Linked DNA regions of Mus musculus: all the other regions are linked to region 1. A link is a contact called in public ChIA-PET and HiChIP or PLAC-seq data. All regions are on one chromosome and are shown on one strand. Each heading gives the region's core, a stretch centred on a gene start, on an enhancer-like site or on the middle of the called end of the contact. The rest is flanking DNA. Distances are from core to core; before and after follow the strand shown. Region 1 holds the start of Akna (AT-hook transcription factor). Region 2 overlaps Gm11213 (predicted gene 11213). Region 3 overlaps Gm11482 (predicted gene 11482).

Evidence for each region. ChIA-PET counts read pairs in DNA pulled down with a chosen protein or histone mark. HiChIP or PLAC-seq counts read pairs in DNA pulled down with a chosen protein or histone mark.
Region 2: a contact with region 1 is called in an RNA polymerase II ChIA-PET map of effector CD8 T cells, with 6 read pairs. The contact joins the enhancer-like site here to the promoter of Akna in region 1. A contact is called at or near these places in 3 of 39 promoter capture datasets (cranial neural crest, embryonic stem cells and liver), 2 of 15 datasets of contacts at CTCF or cohesin (large pre-B cells and pro-B cells), 3 of 484 Hi-C or Micro-C datasets (female germline stem cell-derived STRA8 germ cells, liver and muscle stem cells), 3 of 115 datasets of contacts at active chromatin or transcription factors (effector CD8 T cells, memory CD8 T cells and microglia) and 5 of 9 other capture datasets (adipose tissue, embryonic stem cells, liver and 2 more).
Region 3: a contact with region 1 is called in a BATF HiChIP or PLAC-seq map of CD8 T cells, with 7 read pairs. The contact joins the enhancer-like site here to the promoter of Akna in region 1. A contact is called at or near these places in 2 of 484 Hi-C or Micro-C datasets (Th1 cells and embryonic stem cells) and 2 of 115 datasets of contacts at active chromatin or transcription factors (CD8 T cells and embryonic stem cells).

Annotation. Positions count from the first base shown.
Region 1 is chr4:63,401,017-63,405,316 of GRCm38.p6, forward strand. Akna (AT-hook transcription factor) reads right to left here and starts at 2,429. Exons shown (of 22, transcript NM_001045514.3): 1 at 2,203-2,429. It overlaps Gm52742 (a long non-coding RNA gene), which reads left to right. Exons shown (of 3, transcript XR_003955424.1): 3 at 155-1,110.
Region 2 is chr4:63,592,801-63,597,097 of GRCm38.p6, forward strand. Gm11213 (predicted gene 11213) reads right to left here. Exons shown (of 2, transcript NM_001354647.1): 2 at 4,101-4,297. Among named protein-coding and RNA genes, the nearest start is that of Gm11213, 5.8 kb to the right of the region's middle. Within about 2 kb of position 2,206, at least 61 of the 459 cell types and tissues checked have an H3K27ac peak or open chromatin away from gene starts, as enhancers often do. A contact at or near this core is called in adipose tissue, effector CD8 T cells, memory CD8 T cells and 1 more, where this site is marked.
Region 3 is chr4:63,638,142-63,642,210 of GRCm38.p6, forward strand. Gm11482 (predicted gene 11482) reads left to right here. Exons shown (of 4, transcript NR_151544.1): 4 at 897-1,337. Among named protein-coding and RNA genes, the nearest start is that of Gm11482, 5.8 kb to the left of the region's middle. Within about 2 kb of position 1,885, at least 16 of the 459 cell types and tissues checked have an H3K27ac peak or open chromatin away from gene starts, as enhancers often do. A contact at or near this core is called in CD8 T cells and Th1 cells, where this site is marked.

The DNA of each region.
Region 1 (4,300 bases), core at 1,179-3,678:
AAGGACCTCAACAGAGCCTCTCCAGCTTCAGCCCAGTGCGGAGGCGAGGGCAGGTAGAGGGGGGTGCAACCACACCTCCTGACATCTCTGCTGAGGCAGGGCTGCAGCATGTGGTTTTCTGACTTTTGAAATGTCATTTTTTTCTTTCCCCTAGCCCACCGCAGAGCAGCCTGCACCATCGCAGAGGCCCCTACGTGCAGAAAGAGGAACGGCCAGTTTGCTGCAATGACTCAGCCACAAAAATCTCACCGTTCTCCGGAGAGCCCACACATCCCTGGCAGCAACAGTCAGTGGTTACAGTTTTGCACCCATTTCTCAAGTGCCTCGACTTGTGAGCTTTACCTGAGAAAGACCTTACTCTTCTGTGCAAGTCACAGCCCTCAGTGTCATGGAGCCTGGAACTGGCCAAGTCAGGTAGTCAATCAACAAACACACATCAGTGTCAAATAGGTACCAACCTCAGGCAGAGATGAAGTTGCAATAGAGCAGCAGGCTGAGCACCAGGCAAGCAGATCCCAGCCAGCCCTGTATGTTCCAGCCACTCGAGGCATGTGGCTGGCTGACTGCTCCTCTCTGTAAAGGGGAATGGTGGTCACCTAGGCCTGTTCCTGCTGCACCCATCCCTCTGTCTGGTGAGCACCCTGACCCTCAGAGACGCACCAAATGAACTTGGAGGTTCTCAGCCCCTAGGATACAGAAACACACATGCTTGCCAAGATCCCACCCTCCGTGGAGGACGCAATCCAGAAAAACCACTGAAGAAGGAAGTTTGGTGACAGCTTTAACAGACCAAGCACATCTAGGGGAGAAAGAGGAAGGGGAATCGGGACAGAGGAACAGCACAGACAAAAACACAGAGGTCTGAAAATACAAGCTGAACTTCAAGGATGGCTCAGGGCCTGGCCCCTGAGTGCCACAGGCAGGCAGGGAAGTCTGGACAGCCGTCAGGGTAGCAGTGGAAGCTGGGGATTCGAATTATGATGTCCTGACCCAGGAGGGCCAGCCCCTCTATAACTAGGTCCTGCTAATGGTTGGGCCATTGAGCTAAAGGTCCCCACCTGCCCCCAGAGAAACTGCACCCCACCCTCCCCAAAAAAACACCAAACACTGCTTTCTCTATGTCCTTGCTTCTTATCACCTAACACCTGTACAGAACTGATCTCCATGTTGTCACACCCTCCAGGGATTCTATTTAGCAACTAGCTAGGCAATGCCCTGTTCCCCACACACTGCTTCATACAGCTCTCTCTCTCTCGAGCGCGCGCGTGCGTGCGTGCATGTGTGTGTGTGTGTGTGTGTGTGTGTGTGTGTGTGTGTGTGTGTGTGCGTGCGTGTGCGTGTGTGTCCAGGATGATCCTCCCCCACTGAAGCTTCAACCTTCAGCAGCCCTGGCATTCAGAATCTCCATGCTACCCAGCTAGAGAGAGCCAGGACATCCCCACCTTAACCTCATCCCGATGAGGAAACAGAGGCACCCACCTAATGAGAACAACCAGGAAGTTTAGAACACTGTGACTATTAAACCAAGGCCAGGAGATGTATAGGAGGCAGGAGGATGGCAGGGGAAAGACCTCCTTACCAAGCTGCTGGACCCTTTTGAAGGGCTGGGCTGTGGGGCTCCAAAGCAAGTTTGGATCCGTGGCAGGGCATAGACCTGTTCACAGGAGTGGCCTTTGGCCTGCGGCAAGTGGAGATACCCATGACGGATGTCCCCGGACTGTCCCTTGGCTCACCCAAAGAGCCTGGGAGGAACTAACAAGGGGCCAGGCTATTACTGACTCTCATCTTGTCCTACTGTAGCTCTAAGCTGGCTTCCTGGCCCCCACTTTGTCCCTGCCCTTATTTGGGTAGGAGGGTGTCATCTCCTGGCCTGTTCCTCACTTCCGAACATCTCGAGACCCTCAGTAACCCAAGCACTAACTGGCCTTGAGATGAGCCCACCCCGGGGGACAGAGAGGGACCAACACGGGTCCAAGTTCACCAAGGGAACCAAATTGGATCTGGAACTGGAAACTAGCATCTTGGGGTCCACTCTTTCGTGGGGGCCGGACTCCCAGAACTGGACAGGAGTGGCAGCAGCTGCGTAGCTGTGATTTCCTGGCTGGGCTGGGCTGCCTGCCAGGGTTGTCCAGAGTCTATGACTGGCCCATCCAGAGGGAAGGCGGCCTTCCCTCTGGCCCTCCTCCTGGCTCAGCTCCTTACCTCACTAGTACTACACCACCATCCTGCCGGCCTGGGCTCAGGGGAGCTGCCCACAAGGTCTTTGTTTCAAACCTGGGGAGCCCCCTGCCTCCACAGCAGCCTGGAACGCCTCCAGACTGCTCTGCCAGCCAGAACGGCCTCAGCTCACAGACAAGCATCCCTCCCCACTTCTCCCCGCCCCTGCAGCTGAGGCCTTGCCTTGCCTCCTCCTCCTTGCAGGAAGCGCCCAGCCTGATTTCCTACAAGTGTTTGTGAAAAGGAGGGGGGGTTACTCTGCGGAGCTGGCGCCAAGAGCTTAACCCTTTGCTGGGCAAGTGTGGGGCTGCATTGATGGGAAGAGAACTTCTGAGGCCTTGAGTTTGAGACCACCTCAGTTGCAACCACAACCGTGCTTGTACGAGCAGGAAGTCCAGAGAAGGCTTGGCTAAAGTCACATTGCATGCCGGTCCCAGGAAGAGGAGCCTGCAGTTCCTCCACTCCCACCCCAAAATTGGTCTCTTCCATCACCGAAGACTTTATCAAAGCCTCTCCCACTGTGTAGGTCTCATTGCCCATCCTCACAGGAGGGAAAGGGGAACCTCAGCCTTGGCGCTTGCTCCTGTCTGTCCAGCTTTAACTTCGTCTACTAACACAAGTCTCATCATCTCAGGGCAGACTTAGGGATTTCTGCCCTTCCACTTACTGTCCATGCCTAGAGATAAGATGAGCCTGCACTGGAATTGTCTAGGTAAGAAGGAAGAACTAGAGGATCAGGTGAACATCTCCTCTTGTAGCTTCTCCCTCAGAGGCCCCAGAGATGAAGGAACAGAATTATCTTCATGGCCAACCTGTGGCTCCTCAGGTCCCTTCACCTCTGTGAGAGGTGTAGCCATCTGAAGAAGCAGGGTGGGACACAGACACATCACACCTGGCCCTTCACTCTATAGTGAAGTGTGTAAGATGTCAGGTGTGCCTGAGGCAGAGTATGAGACAGGCTGGTGACCAACGTCTCCTGCTGCTTTGGTATCTCTGAGGCTGAGGACTCGCAGATCCTAGGGAAACACCCGAGGTTTCAGGTCTCAGATGCTGGACCTGCCCTGGCTGAAGACAGGGGCCTGAGAGTAACAAGCTGAGTGGGGGTGAGGCAGGACTATCAGGAAGGTCTGGGTGGGGAGGCCACAGTCACACAAGCGGCCGGAAGGACAGAGAGGCAGAAGCAAGCCGCAAGCATGACTGATGAGAATGTTCTAGAAAGGCAGCTGCAGAGACCTGAGAGAAGCAGGAGGCCCTTGAAGACAACAGGATATGATGTGAGAGGACTCAGGGGCCGGGGCAGGAGGTACAGAATCTGACCTTCAGGATCCAGGCTGACGGGGCAGGCAGGAGGAGGCAGGAGCCAGGTAGAAGGAAGATGCTGCAGGAGCCCTAAGTCCGCTCCTGGCTCTCTACTCTGCCCCTGCTGACCCAGAGAGTCAGGAAACAGAAGAGACATGAGGTCAACCCTCTGCCATCCAGAAAGCCCTGGGGGGGGAGGGGGGACCTCAAGGGAGCAGCCAGGCTGGGGACCACCCAAGAGTGATGGAGAGAATCTTAGAGTCCATAGGCCAGGGAGTTCAATGCCAGCATGCCAGCCTCACCTCCTGCTGGCACTGTGACCTCAGTGGCTAGAGCCATGGTTTTCCTTTCTGTGGAACAGGGCTAACCAGAGTGGCCACTGCCCTGGAGAGGCTGCTGTCAATTCCATGACAGACGGCCTGCCCAGTGTGCAGTAAGGGACCTTAGGACCTATGTCATCACCATAGTTTCTGCCCCCGGGTCTCCTTAGGTGGGAGAGTCTGGTCTCCTCCAAGGGCTTGTGACTGATGGGTGAATGGAATGAATGAATGCTCTTGAGGGCCAGCTGCCAGGATCTGGCTAAGTCTGAGCTAGCACCAAGCACTTTCAACCGAGTAACCTCTCAACTCCTATCTCCCAGGCCCTGCCTTGTACACACATCTGGGGGCTGGGGCTCCCTTTGCAGTCCCCCGGCGACTATGGAACAGAGCCAAATCTTATCAAGACCCTGTCTACTGCTCTGGCGACCATGTGGCCCATTGTGTGGGTGGCAGGCTCCCCTGAC
Region 2 (4,297 bases), core at 956-3,455, 190 kb after region 1:
ATATATATTCATTATAATTATTATGTTACACTATATATTATATATATGAGAAATTGCATATATATGGAATTTGTTGCAATGACTTACGGGCTGCAGTCTAACAATGAGCAGCTGTGAATGGGAAGTCCAAGATTCTAGTAGTTGCTCAGTCCCACAAAGCTGGGTGTCTCAGCTGGTCATCTGTGTAAGCTGGAATCCTAAAGACGTAGGCTCCAATGCTAGTGAAGGAATGGATGTGCTGGCCAAGTGAGGGCAAGCAGGTGAAGAAGGAACAACCCCCTCCTTCTCCCGTTGTTTGTATCTAGGCCTCCAGCAGATTAAAGGCATGCCTCAGGATTTGGATTGAAGGCATGTGTCTATCCACATTAAAAGTATCATCCCACCTCAGGATCTGGAACCAAGGCCTGTGTCTTCCAGCCTCAAGATCCAGACCAAAAGCATGCTGTCTTTCTGCCTCAAGATCTGTTTCACAGGTGTTACCCCCCCCCCCCAATTTCTGGATTGTGGTTCATTCCAGATATAGTCAAGTTGACAACTGAGCTGGACATCACGCTTGATTCTAGTCTTGTATTTTTATGTGAACTGCTCTATTTCACCTGGGTTCCAGCCCTTCAGGAATTTTAGATGAAAACGTATGTGTGTGTGTGTGTGTGTGTGTGTGTGTGTGTGTGTGTGTGTGTGTGTATTGAAAGCCAGAACTCCACCAGTCATCGTCATTTACATCACCTACTCTGTGTGTATGTGTGAAAAGTTCTGCTAAGCTTTGCAGTTGAGTGGATTCTACTTAGGGTCTGGCAGGGGCTGCAATGGGAGCAACTCTCTGATCTCTTTAAACAGATGTACAAAACCCCCAACAGCTTTGTACAGAGCTGAGTGAGGAGGTTCGGTCAAGTTTAGGCTGCTTTCCCATAATCAGATAAACCAGGCTTCTCCGGCTTCCATGGATCTTTTTACTGTTATCTGAAAATCCAAAAAATATATAGCACTCACTCTGAGGGCCCCTTGACAGAGTCACAACATGAGCGCCTTTTCACAAGCCTTCTGTGGAGGGGCTTCTCAATTAAAGAAACAAGTTTCTTTGATGTTCAGAGCACCCACTGACTGTTGCAGGAAGCAAGTTGACAGAGTCTGTGGTGTGCTGGGGAAAGGAGGAAGACTGGCCTGGAAAATGGTACAGAATGCCTCTTTCCACTGGTTTGGTGAATCCAGGGCATCTATCATGAGAGCTGTAGAGGAAGAGGAAGCTGGCCCTCACTGAGGCCCAGAGGAGTGACTATATATCATAGCCAACTGCTAGTTCCCCCACAGGCCATGCACCCATGGCTTCCATTCCCTGGTATGTCTTCTAAATATCCCCTACATCCCTGCTTGTTTTGGATAAAGTGTTGCTACATACCCTAAACTGGTTTTTAAATCGCTTCCCTCCTGTGTCAGGAATACTGGGATTATAAGCCCACACCACCATTCCTGGCTCTCACATTTTGCCATTTCTCTTTCTTCCCTATCCTTATATCCCAGAATTAAATAATGTCTTGCCAACTTGACCCCCAACACTATGTGAACCTCTCTCTATTTTTCCTTCCCATGTGGTCTGAGTTAGAATGGGTCATCTGTACCCAAGAAACCTTGTGACCTGGGCTACTTCTCCAGCCTCATATGCTGCTGTCATCCCAGATCACGCCTGCGAGGTTTCCCCATCTGTTTGGGCAGCCTCTGGATTTATTTCTGTATTAGTTAGGTCTAATACCACAGTAGTTTGAATGTGGGGTCTTGTAGTGTTAATAACTGTCAGTGCTGGTAAGAGATGGCAGTAAGGAGGGAGTAGTGCTAGAAAGTTCTGTGAATTATGAGCAGCAGCTGGAGGGGCGGCCCCACCCAGGAGTGAGGGTCAGATCACAAACCTAGGATTGGGAGCCAGAGCCAGAGTTGTGATAGAGAAATTTATCAGCAGGATGCTTTAGAAACATGCCTTCTTGGCTACAACTACAGGAAGATTTTTTACCGGAGGAACTCCATTTGTAAGGGACACAAGGAGAAATGGTTGCTCAGTGTCTCCAGTCCCCATTTGCTGCCAAACCCTGACCTAATATGTCATCTAAGACGAAGGGCACTGAAAGCCAGAGAAGCTGCAAGAACCCACAGAGTTCCTTCCTATCTTTAGCTTCAGCTGTTGACAAAGCAAAGTTCATTGCACCAGCTGCCAACAAAAGAATTGTTAAAAATCCTCAGCCCTGATTTTGAAAGCAGGCAATGAACAGTTAGTCTGGGGACAAGAACAATGTCTGGATGCTATCCTCTCATTGATGAGGGGCAGTGTGACCAGAGGGGATTAAGAGCGTGGACCCTAGAGTCAGGCTCCCTGAGTCTGAGTCTCAGCCTGGCACTTCCTATTAGCAAACTTTAAGCTATAATTTACTCCTCTAGGACATTTTTCTAGGATGTAAAACCTGGGTAGTTTGCTTACCTTGTTGGCTTAGTGTACTGATTGAACTGCTATTCATAGAGCACTTAGAGGGGTTCCCAGCACAGGGGAAGCTGTAGCGGGGCTTTCCATGTTGTTTGCATGACGTCACTCAAACCTACCGTTCACACTGTAGACCGGCTTCCTGTGATTGTTAATCTTTACCCGCAATTTGGCGGATTTAGAGACACCAGGGAACCACACCTCAGGCCTGTTCAAATAAGGAGGGAAGACCCGCCCTGAAGGCGAGCAGCAGCATTCCAGGGCCTGGGGTCGTAGACTAAATACAAAGGTAAAAAGGAAGTGAGGAAAGCCCCATCCTTCACTCCATCCCCATCCTGTGACTGTAGTGTGGCTAGCTGCCTCATCCCGGTGCTGGTGTGATGTGGGCTATTATGTCAAGATAACCTCTTTCTGTTGCCCATGTCAGATGTTTTATTACAGCACTGAGAAACTCAATACAATTTTCAGCGTAGGTGTGAACACAGTTGTGACACAAACATCGCATCCCTTGATCTGCCTCTCAAAATGGGACAGACGCAGGGTGTGCGAATACAGGGTGCTGACTTCCTATTCATCTTTGTCGTCATCTGCTGGGCATTCGCCAAGCTTCATGTTGAAGTCCTAACTCTGTTAGTGACATGGGAGTTGGGGGCCCTTTGAGAAGGGATTAGGATTATAAAAGCTTGAGACTCCTGCCCCTTCTACCATGTGACACAGTAAGAAGGAGCCTAGTATAACATGGCGCACCCCCATCAGCCACTGTGTCTGGTGGTGCCTAATCTCACACTTCCAACCTGAGGATTGTGAGCAGACCGCATGTTCCTGTTGCATATACGCCCTCCCTTTATGATATACTATCACAAAAGACTGAAGGCACAGAGTGACTCAGTATTGTAAAAACCATCCACCTAGCTGTGCCACTCCGCAGCTGTGGCCCCTCATCACCTTCCGGGCATTCTTGGACACAAAGCTTTTGTTGCCTGGCTATTTCTCCTGTCACCACACCCTGGTGCAGACTTTTCCTTGAGTCTGTACAGACTTTGAAGCCTGTGACCCTTGTACCTTCCCCAGGTCTGTTCCCCAGATTTTCTGATTTTGTTCCTTCTTCTTGGATTGCCCAGTTCCCTTTCAATGTTCAGAGACTTCAAGTATTGACTCCTCCGGGAAGCCTCCACTGAGCCCCGAAGTCTGGACTGAAATGGTTTTTCTTCCTGTGCTTCCAGAGTTACCCTATTGTGTCAGAGTGCTAGGCTTCTGCTTGAGATGGAAGCCACTGAGGTGGGGGGGGGGTCTCCTGCATTTGACAGTGTTCTAGCCCAGATGCACTGTGCAAGTGCTGGGGCAGCCGATGACAGGGCTCTCCATGATCAACACCACTGTTCAATGTGGTCTTTAGCATAGATGGGTCTCACAGTATGTGAGCAGAATCATGCCCTCTGGCTTGAGATGTTAACGGTGGTATCCATCTGTACAGCCCTGCCCAACTACATTGCTCTCCTGGGTTCTTAAGTGGAACTTAAATGTTGTAGAATGGTAAAACTATCTCTCTTACAAGAGATGACAGGTCGAACTTATTCCACATCTATGGGCCTCTAGGAAGTAGGCTGAGAAGTGGGCAAAGAGGAGAGACACATACTCTGATGCAAACAAGGACTTTAATTGCAGGCAGCACTCCCTCCGTGGCTGTCAGGAGCTGGTGTGACTCACGCTTGGTGGCACAGGGATGGCTCAGACCTCTTCCCTCCTTGCGGTGGAGTTTCGGAATCGGTCTTCATGACTCCTGTCCACTGCCTTCTTCATCCTCATGGAGACCCTCCAGCAGCTGTGCAGCTC
Region 3 (4,069 bases), core at 635-3,134, 240 kb after region 1:
AGAGGCTTTAAAGCCTTTTTGAAGGCTGCAATTTGACTCTGAGCAAGCAAAGGTTTCTTCCTTCTTCATAAATCACATGTATGGACTGTATAATTTAATGGCAGTAAACTAAGGCGAGTTGTTTGAAGATGCAACCACTCCCTTCCCAAATGTTTTGATCCTCAAAGCCTTTATAAGATGCTGTGGAAGCCTACACATTTGCCTTCAGATGAAGGGGGCTGTCACCTGGATGTATAAATAGGTATTTGTTCTGATGGTATTTAGCGAATGCTCAACTCCTTCAAACCCTTCACTCTGACTTCTAGAAGGGCCTTGTGAGACCATGTAGATGGTTCTCTTCTTTGGCCGTCTTGTACTTGTAGGGACACTGAGGCCACAAGAAGGGAATTTGCTCAAATTTTCCAAATTTGCTCAAAGTTTCCCAGCACACGTGGCAGAAACTTCTATTTCTGTCCCTTCCCAGCTTCTACTTCCATTTCTCCTACAGAAAAAGAACCTCTAGGTTTTAGTTAGAAAACATACAGCTATCTGGAACAAAGAATTGAACTCAGTCTTTTTTTTTTTTTTCCAGCAAAAGCAGCCACGAGACTGAACTCTAGCTAACCACAAATTAGAAACAGTGTCCTGGGTAGATTCTGCAAATAATCTTTTGTTCTTGTTGCCTTCTGGCTGGGATGTGGAGGTGATTCATTGCCTCAGTAATGACATGTAACTGTAAAAGTCCATTGTCTTATGGGCATGCTTGCTTCCCACTGTATCTGTGCTTGAGGTGGTTAGCTGGGCTTGATGGCATGTGTAAGAATTTGGCTCTCTGCTGGATGATGCAAAATTGCTGTGTATATATAGGTCACCAAAGGTGGCCTCCTGTGCCTCATCTGTCCCTTGTTTCTCTATAGGATAGCCCATGCTATAAGATGATATAAGAGGCCACAAGTGGAAAGTGGAAACATACAACGTGGGAAAACTCTGTTAATTACAGTCGAAGTCCATGTGACCGGATACCTTCTGGGCTTGGCGCACTTATGGGAAACTCCCTTTGTTAATGGGTTTTCTCCTTCTCTGACCTTGCGTGGGAAATTCTAAGCCCCCACATGAACTCTTCTCCCTAAGGATGCCATGTAGTCTCACTTAGTTTATAGGATCAATTCCCTTTCTCCTGATAAAACCCATTCAGCAATCGCCTAAGGTACCTGAAATGCTTCCCAAAGCTAATGAGGCATTCTAGGTACCCTCAGCCCCGAGCCAATGACCTTTGCTCACCCTTGATGTCCTTACCCTTATTCCCCCAAAACTTTATAAGCCTTCAATCACATTAAGTAAAGTTGATCTGCCTATTGACTGTGGGTCTCCGTGTAGTTTATGCACCATATGTACTGACAGGGCTTCTGGAACTCCCTGAGTGATGTCTCTACTTCCACTGCTCTTGTGGACTGTATCTACTGACAGTCCACAAAGTGGGGAGACCCACAATACAACTAACTTTTCTCGACTTCTTTATGTCATGTTGCCTAGTATCTTATTGGTCGAAGTCATGTGGCCAGGTTCCAAGACAGACCAGGCTAGGGAGACTTCCCTGTTACATGGCAAAAGCTTGGGTAAATGATGGGATGGGAATGGAGATCCAAATGGGTCCAATTTATTATATGTGGATGAGTGAATGGAGGGATAGACAGAAAGACAGCTGAAAGATAAAATTCTGCTCCTTGTGTCCAATAGAAGGGGTAAAGAGGCAGTTTCTGGTCTCTGGTGTGTCTAGGGCTCCTTATCTGGGCCCATCTTGGATTGGAGGTTGTCTTTGGCACCCAAGAGAGAGCTTAGAGCTGTGCTGTAGCCCCGGGCTGTGGGTTCTGTGGGTTATGACCTGCTTCTTTCCCAAGAGCCTTCACTTCTGAGTCATTGTGAAAACTTTCACACACCTTACCCTGTGACTGGCAAGAATGTACTTTAGAGATGAGAACCCTTCAGAGGCTTTGTGTTCATAGCATGTAAACAGTCATGCTGTTGCCTGCCTAGGCTGCCAAAGACATGTATGAAAGGCATGCCTCTGTTATGTAATATAAACAAATGATTACAGTATCAGCGATATGGGATTCTTCTAGGCAGCTCATAAGTCCTCTAGAACCTGATAGTAAGAGGGAAAGATGAAAAATGAGTTAATATTTTGGGGACTGCATGGATTTTTGAGCCTCCTCCCACTCTCTGCAGTAGTAAGGATTGGATCTAGAGCCTCACTCATGCATTGATCTAGCTTCAACCCTGATAATATATATCTTAAAGAAGATAATGTTTCTTTCTGTTAGTACATGTAAGAACTCAGTGTTCTGCTATATGTATTGAAAATCCTTTAATGTTAGTTGTTTCAAATGCCCCCCACACCCCCAACAGCACTCTAACATCTACAGACATCACAAGATGGCTGCACTGAGAGAAGTCAAACCTTGGAATGATGGCTGCTTGTGGAAATGAAAGGCTAACACTCTTCATGAGAAAATTGATAATGAACCACACTGTTGTGTATCAGTGCAAGAGTGAGTGCTAAGGGCAACCCAGATTTCTTCTAAGACGTACAAACAGTCTGTGTCTGTTTTGGTGATGTTAGCACTCACAGCCCCTTGGGACTTTTTCTTTCTGTGGCAGAAATAGGAGTGAATCTGGCAAGTGTCCAGATTCTTAAACACCAAACACATGCTTTTCTAGTATTCTTTGCTTAAATGCAAGTAGACCTTAATCCAGTTCCTTGTCATTTGCAGGGCTACAGGGAAGGGCACCAAAACATACCCATTTCCAAGGGCTGAACTCTGGAGGCCTGAGGTGGGTCTTTCTGATTCTTTTAGATTATTGTCCAATCCCAGTATGTCAGAGCATGGGTACTGGAAGGGAACATTGATTTGACTCCCTTCCTCTACGATGAGGTTTTTGGGGAGTGTCAAAGCCCAGAAGTCGGAAGAGACCACCCCACAGGGGTCTCAGAGGGCCTCCAGGAGCATAACCCCTCATTCCTGCACACAGAGTGTGATGACCCCCACCACCACACACAGCTCATGTCTCTTTAAGTGGAAGCTTGCCAGTGCCCAGATGCACTAGCTCAGAACTCTTTTTACATCCACTTTCAGAAGAGAGAAAAAAAGACGTTCTATAGTATTTGTCTGGGGGCTGTAGCTCTTACATTTTGTCATATGGCCTAACTTCCATAAGTTTAGTAACTAGATTCCCTGTCTGGGTCTCTTGTTTCCATCCCTTTACCCTGTTCCCACATGGCTTAAGCTGAGATCTATCAATACACCGCCAACATCCCTTGTGTGTGCACGTGGATTGAGAGTGATAAGGGAGTGAACACATCTCCTCTCGACACTGGCACACTGTGAAATAGAAGAGGTCCCTGGGAGCAGGTCAAATCCTTGTCTTTCAGAAGCTCAGATGGGTCTTGGAAGGGTTGGCCTAGAGGTTGCTCTTCTGTTGGTTGAGTGATGGGGATGTCAGGGTGAAGTGATGACTTCTGATGAAGAGACTTTCTGGAGCTGGGAATCTCCTCTTAATCTCTTTTCTCAAACTCTTGCCTGAGGAACGTCTCAGTTCCTGCCCCACTTGCCTTAGTGTTAAGATCCATAGCAACTTTGTATGTGTGTGGTATACATGTATGTGTTCACGTGTATATGCATGTGTGTGAGGGCCAGGGCTCCATATTGGATGTCTTTCTCAGTAGCTTCCCACTTCGATTTTTTAAATTTAATTTTAATTGAAAATAAAGTTATTTTCATACAATATGCTCTTCTAATGGTTTCCCCTTCCATTTTACAGGTCCACCCTACTTACTCACCCTTTCAACTTAAAGCCCTTGTAATCTTAAGAAAAAAAAAAGACATAAAAAAATAAAACAAATAATGGTAAAACAAAAACAATAAAAACAAACAAAACAAAATAAAGAAAGAAACAAAATCCAAGAACGATTTTGTCAAAGGCCTTTTCTCTATCAGTTGAGATGATCGTGTCCCACCTTAATTTTTTGAGACAAGTTTTTTCACTGAGTCTGAAGCTCACCAATTTCCACCAGGTTTCGTGGGTACACTTG